2 separate regions of the Rattus norvegicus genome follow, and region 1 is linked to region 2. A link is a contact called in public Hi-C data. All regions are on one chromosome and are shown on one strand. The core of a region is the stretch at or near the end of the contact, and the rest is flanking DNA. Distances in the headings are between cores, read along the strand shown.

What was found. Hi-C and Micro-C count contacts between places; a contact is called where the count stands out from the background.
Region 1: a Hi-C map of liver shows a contact between it and region 2, with 3 times the contacts expected there. The contact joins two enhancer-like sites. A contact is called at or near these places in 2 of 12 Hi-C or Micro-C datasets (hepatocytes and liver).

What each region holds. Positions count from the first base shown.
Region 1 is chr4:180,298,368-180,304,904 of GRCr8, forward strand. It overlaps a transcript of Lmntd1 not described here. Among named protein-coding and RNA genes, the nearest start is that of Tuba3b, 18 kb to the right of the region's middle. Within about 2 kb of position 3,579, at least 2 of the 93 cell types and tissues checked have an H3K27ac peak or open chromatin away from gene starts, as enhancers often do. A contact at or near this core is called in liver, where this site is marked.
Region 2 is chr4:180,062,185-180,069,215 of GRCr8, forward strand. No RefSeq gene overlaps it. Among named protein-coding and RNA genes, the nearest start is that of Lmntd1, 62 kb to the right of the region's middle. Within about 2 kb of position 2,222, at least 7 of the 93 cell types and tissues checked have an H3K27ac peak or open chromatin away from gene starts, as enhancers often do. A contact at or near this core is called in liver, where this site is marked.

The sequences.
Region 1 (6,537 bases), core at 2,329-4,828, 240 kb after region 2:
CACACTCACACTCACAGACACACAGACACACACTCACACAGACACACACACAGACATACACTCACACTCACAGACACACACTCACACAGAATACACACAGACACACACACAGACACACTGAGATACACAGACACACACAGAGAGACACACTGAGATACACAGACACAGACAGATAGACACATACACAAAGAGACAGACACACAGACAGACACAGAGATACATACACACAGACACACACACACAGAGATACACAGATACACACATACACACACAGAGATACACAGATACACACAGACACACACAGATACACACACAGAGATATACACACACACAAAGATACACACACATGCACACACTGACACACACACACAGACACACACACAGACACACAGAGATACATGATACACACAGACACACATACAGAGATACACACACACACACAAACACACACACTGGTATTGATTTATAATACGCAGGACCCAGGGAGGGCCCTAACGGCACAGAGAGAAGCAGTTCTGGCCTGCCTGGGCAGGCTGGTATGAACTTCAGGCACAGGTTCCTGCCTCCCTGGCCCACCACTATGTGCAGGTCCCTGTGTGGATTCCAAGAGCCCAGTGGACTTGCAAGGTCCCGGGTGTGGCCGAGTGCTCATTCGCATCTCCCATGGGAAGCAGCCAACCGTGGACTCAGACAGACTCCCATTTAAATCCTGCCCTAACACTCAATCTTCAGAACAACCTTGGGCAGGTTATTTTATAGGTCCCTGACTTCCTGAGATAAAATTAATCACCTAGAGTGACGGTTTGGTTTAGACAGGCTGGCTGTGCAGAGCCAACGTGAAAGCTGAAGCTTCCTAAATCCCAGTCCTTCACTCACTCCTCCACCGCAGGCTCTTGTGTGCAAATGAGGGTGTTAACTGCACCGTTTATAAATGAGCGAGTCATGTTTTGACGTCCATCTTAAATTCCCAGCTTGAGGAGGTAAACCCTAGAACCCACTGCCTCTCCCGTAGTCAGATACCACAAGGCCACGTTCACCGTGGGTCAAACCAGCGAGATGAATTGACATTTGAGAGTCGTCCTGGAAAGTATCCTTTCTTACTCAGCTTTATAAGTAATTGTGTGTATGTGGAGCAGTGATGTTCACGTATGCAAGTGTGTGCACATGTGTGTGGGCCACAGGTCGCCATGTATATTCTTGGAGACAGTTTCTCTCTCACCGAGCCTAGCAGACCACTTAAGAACCATTGGTATTATGGGAATTCCTGACTCTGAAGGAGCACATTGGAGAAAAAGGAAAAAGAAAGTGCGTTTCCCTCACCTTCTCACCTTAATGTCTGTGTTTGTTTTAGACGGTGGGCTGTGGCTGCCTTAAACACTTGGCAATCAGGGCACTTTGAAAATGGTTTCTATTTTCATTGGATGTTTATCCTAAGGAGCAACGTGTAATGTCTTCAGTAGTGCCTCACAGTGATGCATATTTATAACGTAATAGTCTGCCACTTTTGGAACTTTTTTACATTTAAATTTTTGAAAAATGATATTTACATAATTCCCCCTCAAGCACTTGAGTAATTCTCTCGAGTACCCGTTTTTACATATAGACGTCCCTTCCATCTTCTGCTGGCAGATTTGTTTACCTTCTCACTTAATCAGGATATTTTAGATGAATATTGAAATAATTATTGGCTTTTAAAAAAATCATGTAATCAACAGCTGGATGTGGCTCCAAACGATATGCACGCTTCATCGGTTTAAAAACGTTCTTGTTTTTTATAGTAAATTCCATATAGATGTCTTTTAAAATTATCTTGGCACATAGTTTATAAATAAAGGTGGCTTAATTCTGCTATTAAATAAAGAAATCTTAATGTCATATTCCTAGTTTTGGAATGTGAAGGACATTTCTACTTACTGTTGGCACATGGTCCTTGTGTGTGTGTGTGTGTGTGTGTGTGTGTGTATTACACGAGAATACATAGTTGTATATATTAAATTATAAGCAGTGCTTACTATTAACATATTCAAGGCCAGCTCTGGCTCCAATTTCTCCCCGAACACGATTATTGAACCCTCTGAGCTACTCAATGATTGTGAAACACAGAGTTCTGTCTTCACTTCCTTCTCATAGTCCTTCCGCCCTCTCCAGTCTCCACCTATATCTAACACACAAGCACACATGCACACACTCGTGTGCACACACATGCACATGCACACATGCACACATGCACACACACACTCGCACACATGATTTCCTCTAAGCATGGGCCCCCATGCTAGAGGCTTGGTTTCTATGGTGACTCCTGGGAGCTGGTGGAACCTTGGACGACAGAGCTCAGGAAAAGGACGCTGAGTCACTGAGGACAGTCCCTGGAAGGGACTACTGAGGGGCCAGTCTGACCCTCCCTTTGCTTACTGGTTTCTATGGGGTGAGAAGCTTTGCTCCACAAGGCACACCCATCGGTGATGCTCTATCTCGCTGTAGGCTCAGAATCCCCAAGACTGTGAGTCAAAATAATCTCTTCTCCTGTGCAGATTGCTTCCTGCATTCTGACTTCTCAATGGGACACAATGGCTCCAACGGAAAGCACACAGATACACTGAATGGGTGATGGCTTGGGGTAAGTGACATGACTAAGTCCAACAGAACACCCTTTGGTACAAACCCTGCTCGAAGACACTGCCACCTTTGATTAAAGTGTCTCCAAAAATATAATTTTCTTTGTTGCCTTTTTGGAAGCAGGTAGCCATTTAAGACGGTCAGAGGTTCGCAATCTGTGGGTTGTGACCCCTTGGGGGTTGAACAACCCTTTCACGGGGGTCGGTCACCTAAGACCATCAGGAAACAGAGTTATTTACATTATGGTTGATAACAGTAACAAATCACAGTTATAAAGTAGAAAAGAAAATAATTTTATGGCTGGGGTGACCGAGACATGAGGAGCTGTACTGAGGGTCACGGCGTTGGGAAGGTTGAGAACCGCTGGTCTGGATGAGGAGTGTGTACGGTGTCACCCGAGAGCCAGCTGACTGTCCTCTCCATCTCAGGACCGCTTGGTGACAACGATGTGCTGAGCTGGGTACGCAGCCTATTTAATGCATTGCAACGTCTCCATATTTGCTGGCTTGGAGTGGAACATACAGCACCCCCAGAGCTGGCACCCAGGCAAGCTTCATGCCTTCGCCATCTGCAGAGTTTCTACCTCAGGTCCCGTTCGCTTTACTGTAACTGCCTCTTTTACGTGGGTGCGGAGCCGAGCCCCATCTTAAAGCCATCTCTATCCTGCTCCTGCTCCTGATCGCCGCTGCTGGTCTGAAATGACGGCTTGGTGTCTCTGCTTTTAAATTTATGTTTGAGCTCAGGGGTTGCTTCAAATGCATATTTTCTTGAGTAACACGGTGCTGTTTTGCTAAGCTCATTTCTGGTTTCACAGCCTCCCCCCACCCCAGTCTGTGCTCCGGTCCCCATCCCCAGTACTTGTGACACCTCGCTCTCACTCTCCTCTCCCCCACAGCTGACTTGTCCTCAGCACACAGTCTGCTCTGCCTTCCAGCCCGCCTACTTTGATTAATTAAATAATTTGTTGACACACTCAGATTTCTGTTTACTCTAGCACAGAAGCTCCAGCCAAGATAATTCCACCCAGGGCTTCAGGACTCGCCTGTGACAAAACGCTGAAGCAGGACAATGTGCCCGAGTGAGCTGTGCCCAGGATCTACCAACCTGGCTTCCTCTTTCCGCTCTCCTTATTATCTGTAAGACTCTAGACATCAGCAATTCCCAAATCTTCCATCCCTACTAAAACACCAACAAATGTGAGTTAGCTGTGCTTACAGCACATAGTAGGTGCTGTAGACAGAGGAAAGAATAAGGCACCAAAAGCCAGAGCCTCTCTTCCAGGGGATAAAAGCAAGAGAGGGAAACTGATGTTCCTCATCAGACAGGCAGGGATGGAATTGCCAACGAAACCTGCATAGTGAGTTTGCGACAGAGCTGTCCATAGGACTTTCAATGTTGACCAAATATTTCACACCTCTGCTGCTCAAGACAAGAGCCAGCTGTCACTCAGGGTTACTGGCATTTGAAATATGTCTATGGAAAAGCATGAAACAGATTTCTCAATTTTATTTAATGTGTGTGTGTTCATGAGTGTGGTACATGTGTGTATGTATGGTGCATTTGTATGGTACATGTGTATAGGTGTGGTGCATGAGTGTGTGCATGTTTTCCGGTATATGTTGTACATGTGTGTGCATGATGCAGGTATGTATGCGTTCCTGTGGGTGTGGTGTATTTGTTCCTTTGTATATGTGTGTGTATGGTGCACATGTGTGTGTGCTGCATGTATTCATGTGTTTGTATGTGTTTGTGGTGACTGTGTTTGTAATGCATATGCATATGTTCCCCTGTGTGTGTGTGTGTGTGTGTGTGTGTGGTGTGTGTTTATGTGTTCCTGTGTATGTGGTGCGTGTAGGTGTATGGTGCATGTGTTCTTGTGTCTGCGAACATGTGTGTATAGTGCATATGTGTATATGATGCGTGTGTTCATATGTTTGTGTGTACCTGTGTGTGGTGAGGGTATATGTGTGTTCCTGTGGGGTGTGTGTGTGTAAACAGAACAAAGGACAACCTGTGGTGCCATCCTCAGGTGCTGCCACACACATGCACCACACACATACACATGTACCACACTCATGAACACACACACAACCACTTAGGAACTTCCTGTTTCATTCTCTGACCAGTGAGGGTCCTGCTCCCTCCGACGCCTTCTGGAGGAAGAGTAAAGTTCCACAGTTGGACATCTAAGAGTGCAGTGCAATGCAGTGGTTTATTTCAGGCCCTGTGAACAAGTCTGAGATCACAGACTGGAGAGTTCCCTGTCAGGAGGGAGCGTGGGTCAAAATACTTCTCATGGGGAGACATGAACAAAGGTCTGTTTACCCCAGATAGGAACTCAATCTAGAACAGAGCAAAGTCATCCCAGGTTAATGAACAGTGAGTCTGAGGGCCTGTTTGTAGAGCGAGAGCATTCTTAGAGGAGCTTCCGCCGACACAAAAAAGAACAGTATCACCAAAAAGGCCCACCATGACAACCTGAGAGCTACCCCTTTGTCTGGCCTCCTGCTCCCTGTTTACTCTAGTATCCCTCTTGCTAGACCACATCCAACCAGGGAATAGGAGGGAGCAGTGGGCGGAGTCTGATGTGAGGGCCTAGAGGCTCTGCCTTCCCAGTTTTACTAAGGATGTGGGTTACCATTACCCTCCGCCATAAATCCTGTATCGTTTTATTGATTGTCATGGCTACGGGGCCAAGTCGTCTCGGTTTCCATGGCGGTGATGGTGTAGTCTTGCTGTGCTGAGAGGAAAAGCTACACTACAGCAACATAACAGTGACGCCAGGAACAACAGCAGGATTCACTGGACATCCGTTAAGTCTTAGAAGGCATTCCATTGTCTGTTACTCTACCATTTTGTTCTGTCAGCCCCCAGGAAGTGGGAGCCGGCATCTATGCTTTGCAGGCAGAACCGCAGAGGCACCGGGATGCTGTGGAGTTTGTCTGAGGTCCTGTGTCATGGGGCTCGTGCATTCAGGACCCCATCTCATCAGGCAGATTCTCCGCTTTGTCCCCGTCCGTCGTCTTCCTGCCTCTGTCTGTTATTTACTACTTAGGTGCACGCTCAAACTACTCAGAGAAACTCCGACAGTGACCCAGGAGGCACTCCATAAATGATTCTCTTCGTAGAAAATCTGCCTCATGCTGTAGCTTCATCCACACCACCCCAAAAGCCAAGAGAGTCCTGCTTGGCCGGGTGTTAACTGTTCTCAGGCTGTCACAGAAGTCTCGGGATTCAGTTAGCAGAATTCCTTCCAGGACCACGTGTCAGTATGGGCAGAGGCCTTCACTATCTAGCTGTATCTTCCTAATGGACTCTCCTTTATCTTCAGGTATCGAGCGTTCCACAGACGCCAATCTGTCAGATCATAGTAACAATGTGATGATTATACCTGCTGATGTGCGGGCGCTGGGTAGGACGCTCTGGGCGCACAAGCCATGGAGTCGGGCCTCCTCTGAGAAAACGATGGGAGCCCCAGCTCCCTGGCTCAGTAGCTGTCTGAGTCCCTCCCACGAGGTTACCATTTCTGTGATGCCACACCTTGACCAAAGCCAACTCACAACTTCTCCTTCATCGGATCATTGTCAAAGGAAGTCGGGGCAGGAAGCCATGCAGGGCAGGAACCTGGAGGCAGGAAGCCCATGGAGAAGCCATGGAGGGCGCTGCTTTCTTCCTGTAGCTTACTCAACCTGCTTTCTTCTAGAATGAAGGACCACCAGCACGGGGTGGCGCCACACATCGGGCTGGGGCCTCCCACCCCAGTCACTAAGGAAATGGTCTTCAGGTTTGCCTGTGGCCTGACCTCATGGAGGCATTTTCTCAGTCCCTCGTCTCGGAAACGCCAGCTTGAGTCAGGCTGGTATAAAAACAGCCAGCACACTTCGCATTAGCTTTCGAGCTCCGTGTGGGATCAGCCAT
Region 2 (7,031 bases), core at 972-3,471:
CGGGGAAGGAGGCAGCTGTAGGTTGTTTCCATTCCCTCCTGGCTTCAGGTTTGTTGAGAGCGCCGCGCTCCCTCCGCCCATCCTTGTGATCTAAGCGCTCCAGGATTGTCACACTCCGTTCTTTTGTCCAACCTCGGGTCCCAGCTGCGCCCACTGCTCAGAACCCAACAGAAGTCTCCTGGGTAGAAGGAGGTTGTGTTCTTGGCAGAGCCTCCGGATTCCAGCACGTGACTCACGCTCATTGGCGACCTTGACTCTGCTTCCCTCAGAACAGCCTCTTATGGTGAGCTCAATCATTTCACAGTGCAGCCAGGGAGGAAGAGGGTCCGTTACACTCCTCACCACTCATTCAGAAAACAAAGATGTGCTGTGTCACAAGTGTGTCAGTAGGTGGCAGAGAGGAGAGAGGCCATGTCACCTGGGCAGCTGGGTAGAGCCGACTCTGGTGGCAGGGGCGTGAGTGAGCCACCCCGAGAGCATGGGCGTGGGCGAGCTGGCCCCACCATTTGTCTGCTGTGCAGTGACATAGGCAAGGGAGAGATAAGACCCCCACATCCCCCCTTGCCACCTATGTTGGGCAGTAAAACTCTTCCCAAGGTCCTCAGAGTGAGAGGGGTGGACCTGCCCCTCACTGGCTCCGTCATCCAGGAGAGCAGCCTCCGCGCTTTACTCTGTAGCACAGCAGAGCTGGCCCTCGGTGGTAGGGTTGTGAGTGTGGGAGAGTAGCCCCTGCCTCTTGTCTGATACGCGGTGGTATCTGGGAGACATTTATCCCCCACCCCACTTTGCCCTCACCACCAGTGGCCAGCTGGAGAGTTGGTCCGAATGGGGTCATGATAGCAGGAGATCTGTCCCTGTCCCTTACCTGATGCAGGACTCAGCGGAGTTGGCCCTAGATGGGGAGTTGTGGGTGTGTAGGAGAGCCAGCCCCGCATCTTGTCTGCTGGGTGGCAGTGGTGTAGATGAGGGAGAAATGCCCTCCTCCTCCCCTCCCTCGTCCCTTGCCATTTATTGTAGGCAGGACAGCTGGCCCTGAGGCCACCAGAGTGGGAGAGCCAGACGTGTCCCTCACTGACTGCCATGCTCTAGAGAGTGGGCAGCAGGGTAGAGCTGGCCTGGTTGTGGGAGCAGGAGAGGCCTCTCAGATACCTCTCAGGCCCAGATCGGGACTTTGAATTGGCCCAGCCCAACGTCTAAGCCATCGATGAACGACTACAGTACATGAAGTGCTGGTCCTACCCATCCACAGCACAGATCTCCACGACACGGGGCGACAACAGGATATCCAAGAGTGAGGTTCTACTCTCTACAGAGTAGTGGAAGCCAGAGGCCTCGAACCAGACCAACGAGTCATTGTGACGGACGTTTGCAAGCAAAGAAGTGTGGACAAAAAGGTGTGCCGTGGGACACTGTGACACACTGCAGCTCTGTTGGGGGAGGTTGCAAGGGTGGAGGGTGGGTATGTGGGGGGAGGGAGACGAGTGATTTGGGTGCATGATGTCAGATTCACAGAGAGCCAATGAAAGTTAAAAGAAAATAGGAAAACCGAGAATGCTTTCAGGAGCTGATCTACTTTTATCCTTTAGTTTATAGTGAGCCCTGCGGCCCATCTCGGACTTTCATATCACAACCTTAGGCAGAGTCTAATTACTTTTAGTTCTTATGAGAGCCGTGTGTATAACATACTGTCCTCTGTTTAACAGGTGAAGGTGGTTCTTAGAGAGGGCCACTGGCCCAACATCATCCTATCTGCGAGCAACCGTGTTGGCATCTTGCCTCGGAGTGAACTGCCGTGACACCAGGATGCATGTCCCACCTCCTCCTGAAGCCGCCGTCACTCTGTCATGGGCGTGTTGCTATGCATGGGGGCAACTTTGTACCCGCTGTGTAGGAGCTCACTTATCCCTCCTTCTGTAGGGAGGAGTCTACACTCCACACTGCTCATGGTTTGTTTGTTCTGGGTTGATCTTTAATCTAGGAGGCTGGGGAGGAATGCGGGGCTCGGTGGGTTTGTCATAGGCTAGCCTCCTGGTGGGTTTGTCATAGGCTAGCCTCCCTCTAATGAACAACAATGCATGTACCTAGGAACGAAGACTGACCACCTGCCCACAGGGACAAGGCTAGACTTTAGAATGACAGGCTGCCTTTGTTCCCCCTCCCTATACAGCCTGTTGGGTAAAGGTGAGACGGGAGTCAGAGGTTTAGAATCTGAGGCATCTGTTGTAACCGGTCGACAGCTCACTGAATAAAACACTGCTGGGTTTTGCCCACGTGTCAGGTGGGACGGATCTGGTTTCGCTACAAGGTGATTCAGAATTAAAAAAAAAAAAGTTCTGTGGTTAAATCAATCTAAAAGGCGCTTCAGGCCTCCCCTCCGCTGAAAGGCTGGGACTGCCAATCGGCCCGTTAGAAGCCATGCAGCTAAGACTTGTTTAGTTCAGTGTTCCTAATGCTCTTCCTTCAGGACTCCCCCCCACCCCCCGCTTCGGCGAGTGCAATCTGCTCATCCAGCCGCAGTCAGAATCACACGGGGCACACTTTGCACAGAACACCCTGGGTTATGGGGCCCCAGACTCTGCTCTTCGTGACCTTGCAGAAGGTCACCTGTGCATTATTTAAGAGTGGCTCCCCCAGAGCATTTCTCAAGAGACAGCAGGGCTGGGCTTATTAACTACATTGTTTCTTGTGGAAGAGACACACACTTAAAATGGAGAACAAGGCATTCTGGAGGGTATTTTTATGTCAAATGTGTTCCCTGCCCCAGGATGTGAAGAGAGCTGCTCTCTCTTAAGTTCTTAGATAAGAGCTGTGCCCTGTTAAGGATTCTCCGAGGCTGATTGACTTCTGTGATCTTGCACAGGAGAGAGGTCCTAGGTCGGGAGCCTAATTACCTCAGGCTATTTTTAGTTCTCATGAGAGCTATTCAGGGATCACCTCTGTGTCAGGTGACTGTTAGGTAAGTAAGCTTTCTGGAATATACAAACAAACCAGTTATCTTCCCCCCCCCCCCGCCCAACCCAAAGGCCAACATGTCACTAGGCAGCATCAAGACCTGCAACAGACTTCAGCCCCTTTCTTCTAACCCACCTGCCTGTGTCCTCTATTTAGATGCCTGTCAGTGTCCCAGAAGATAAATTTGGGGTCACCGGACCTTTCTGTTTGTTCTTTCCAGCACATCGATTAACTCTCCTCACTGTGTTTATCCCTGTTAATCTCTCTGACTGATGTTAGGATAGCTGGTGGAGTTGGGGCTGTAGGAAGTGGGGCTTCTGCCCTAGAATGGATTATAGAGGTTCTATGTGGACGATGGCAGTCTGAGGTGTTGGGTTTATAAATGCCAAGTGGAGCTTTTCTGGCTTCTAGCCCAGGACAAGGTTCAGAGGTGGCCACTTTGTATCCTTTCTTCCCCAAAACTGTCCGACCCAGTTTTTATCTCCTGCTCTTATCATGTTTTTGGCCTATCTGTGCCCTCTCTATCTGAGGTTATACAAAGCACCCAGAAACCACTTTGCAAGAAGGGCTGCCTCCTCCCGTGTTCTGGACTGGGCGGCTCTGCCTTCCTCAGAACCCTTTACTCTGCTTCAGACCCTTGCTGCCTCTGAGCTATCTCTTTCGTCTTCTGTGAGCTATCTCACCCCTCTTCTGTGACTTCTCTCCTTCCTCTCTGCATGGAAGCACCAAGACAAACTACACGGAGGTCAGCTTGGCCTCTGGAAGCCCCAGACACAGACCACCCCAAGGTGAGGACAATGGTGGCAGGAACAGCTGAGAGCTCAGGTCTTGATCCACAAGCAGGAGGTAGAGGCAGGCACACTGGGAATGGTCTGAGTCTTTTGAAACCTTAAAGCTGCCCCCAAGTGACACGCTCTCCTTCAACAATGACACCACACTCCCTAATCCTTCCCAACAGTGGCACTAGCTGAGGACCAAGTATTTAAATATATGACCCTATGGGGTCATTCTCATTCAAACCACCACACCTAGCATTCTTTTGACTATCAGCTTAAACCTTATTATACTGTTAGAATTTTAAACTGCAGTGTGTGTGTGTGTGTGTGTGTGTGTGTGTGTGTGTGTGTGTGTGTGTGTGTGAAGATCAGAGGATAATCTGTGAGAGTCAGGTCTCTCTTTCCAGGGAACTCCAGACTAGAAGCCAGCCTTCCTTTATCTGGTGAGTCATCTTCCGTTTTGAATATATTGATGCAGACCACATCAGATAGCACATGAACTCTATCCCGGTCTCCTTGTTTCGCCATAGCCCATCTACCCGATTTCCCCACAATTTTGTTTGGGTAATGTATTGATTTATTACTGTCTTTTGCTGCATGACTGTAAAAGTTCACTTTAGCTTAGAATATACTGTCTTTCATGTCTTTGGAACAGAACTGTACTCCTAACCCACACACTTATAAAGTCTGATAAAGAATTCTATTTTAAGATAAAAATGTGTGGCTAAGTCGTAATGTCAGCATTCCTTTAAATGATTTTGAAATTACAAATTACACATGCATAGTAGCATGAGAGCGAGAGCGAGAGCGAGAGCGAGAGCGAGAGCGAGAGAGAGAGAGAGAGAGCGCTGCCAGCAGAGGCCAGCAGAGGGTTACTCCCATGGAATCAGAGTTGAAAACAGCTGTGAAGTTGTGAGCCCTGTGACACGGGTGGGCATGGCTGCTGGGCACCGAACTCTGGTTCTCCACAAGACGAGTAAACACTTTTAGTAGCCCCTCTAGCCCAGCAGACAACAGCTTACTCTGTCGTTTTTAACGCAAAAGATAAAGCAGAGTCTACTTCCTGCCTCTTCTTCATCCTCTTCTTCCTCTTCCCGAGAGTAAACGCTGTATTGAACTTGTTTACCTCTCTCCTAACCCATGGCTTGAGAGTCAACAAGTAGTTGTGCTTTATGTGCCTGGAAGTCACATGGTGTGAACACGCCCTTCACTGCCCTATCTCCCTAACAGTTACTGTGTGCAAACCTGGTTCGGTTGCTTCAGGGACAACACTGCCTCTTCGGACATTCTACGCTGTGCTCCGTGTTGCTGGTCCTGAAGCTGCCTTCATTAGGTTTCTCCGTATTTTTTCAAAATATAGTAAGGTAGTGCCGGAACTTAGATCTGGGAGGAGCTCAGGTGACGTAGCATTTTGAAAGCTCTTCCCAGGCCTTACTTTTCTCTTACATGTTTAACTGTGATGTGATCACATTCCAGAGACACAGGAAGCCTGATGACCAAATGACAGAGAGCATTTTCAACACGGCTTCTCTTGGGCTCTCCGTTCCTTCTGGCGCCATTCGGTCAAGAGAAGCATCTCCAGGTTCATCACTGTTTTCAGGTGTTAGTAATGTTTACATGTTGCATTGAAATAAGTGTTTTTAATAATACTTTCTTGGGCCTACATCACAAAATATCAGTGTAATAGATGGAGATTTTTTTTTTTTTGGTTCTTTTTTTCGGAGCTGGGGACCGAACCCAGGGCCTTGCGCTTCCTAGGCAAGCGCTCTACCACTGAGCTAAATCCCCAACCCCGATGGAGATGTTTTAACAGCCCAGGAGTAGTGTCTTTCTTGCCCACATGGGACCCATATTCAACCACTAAGAAAACAAAAAAAAATCAAAACCCAGCACAGTGCTTGACTCTCTGGGTTTCCTTGTTTGGCACTGGTGTTGTTCTGTTACTGCTGACCTCCCTGGCAGAAGAGCCCATCAGCAACTGTCCTGTGCTTAAACAAGTGTTCTCTACTCTGCACAGAGCAAGTCTCAGGCACAGAGAGGCACATCTGTACACACGCGTGCACACATACACACACACACACACATGCATTCATATAGACTCACATTCACACACACACACTCACATACACAAACACACACCACACACTCATGCACTACTCATCTGTATTGCTGCTCCAACAGGGATGGGACTGAGTCACAGTGTTTGATGGGTGTATGGTGGTGACGAGGTCCTAGGACCCAACATTCTTCAAAGCTCTTGGCTGATGCTGACATGCTCTGGCACGTGAGCCACCGAGAGATGACGTTTTAGAAAATGGGAAGAAGACCATCGTGTCTTACTGTCTCCCCACGGAAGGTGTTTGCCAGCTGCCTGGAAGGCTATTTTCATCCCCGCATATCCTGCCCGTGAAGCTTCATACGCCACTTGCTTATCAACTCCCCCAAATCCCCCAACCAAATTCCTGTCATTCATCCTTCAAGTCCACACCAGGAAGCTTTTATTCAAGCACGACTGTGTGGGCCATCACTGAGCACGGTGCTAGCATTCGTCCTTCCATACTTGGGGATTTATGCGTGTGAGGCACCAGAATTAGTGCTTTCATTTCTTGTTTCCTTTAATTCTCTAGACACCACTCAGGGCAGTGAGTGAGCTCACTGTGCACTTGGGCAGAAAGAAAAGGCCAGGATCACAGACCTCCTCACCCTCCTGCTCTGAGGCCAGGATTACAGACCTCCTCACCCTCCTGCTCTGAGGCCAGGATCACAGACCTCCTCACCCTCCCTGCCCTGAGGCTCAGTGGTCCAAGATGACCTCCAGACGTAGCTGGGTGGGCAGACCACGCAAGTGTCCAGGCCCCCACATGATACACCCACTCACCTTGGTATGCTTTGGGGGGAGTATGTGTGTGTGTGTGTGTGTGTGTGTGTGTTTGTGTGTGTGGTTTGTTTTGATGATAGAGTCTCATTCTGTAAGCCAGGCTGGCTTTGACTGGAGATCCTCCCGTCTCTGCCTCTTCATGACTAGGATGACAGGTGTGGGCCACTCAGCCTTGTTTGTCATGTACCAACTCTCCTCCACTGTCCCCACACTCTCTTGCTTCCTGTCTTGCTGTCGTCTTAATGGAGTGGTTACAGGTAAAGTTGACACCAGAGCAAAGACATGGAGAGACAGCCAGGTTCTAGAGAAGCAGATTCCTAACATTACGAGCAGTTCTTTTTTTTTTTTTTTTTAAAGATTTATTCATTTATTATATATAAGTACACTGTAGCTGTCTTCAGATACACCAGAAGAGGGCTTCGGAT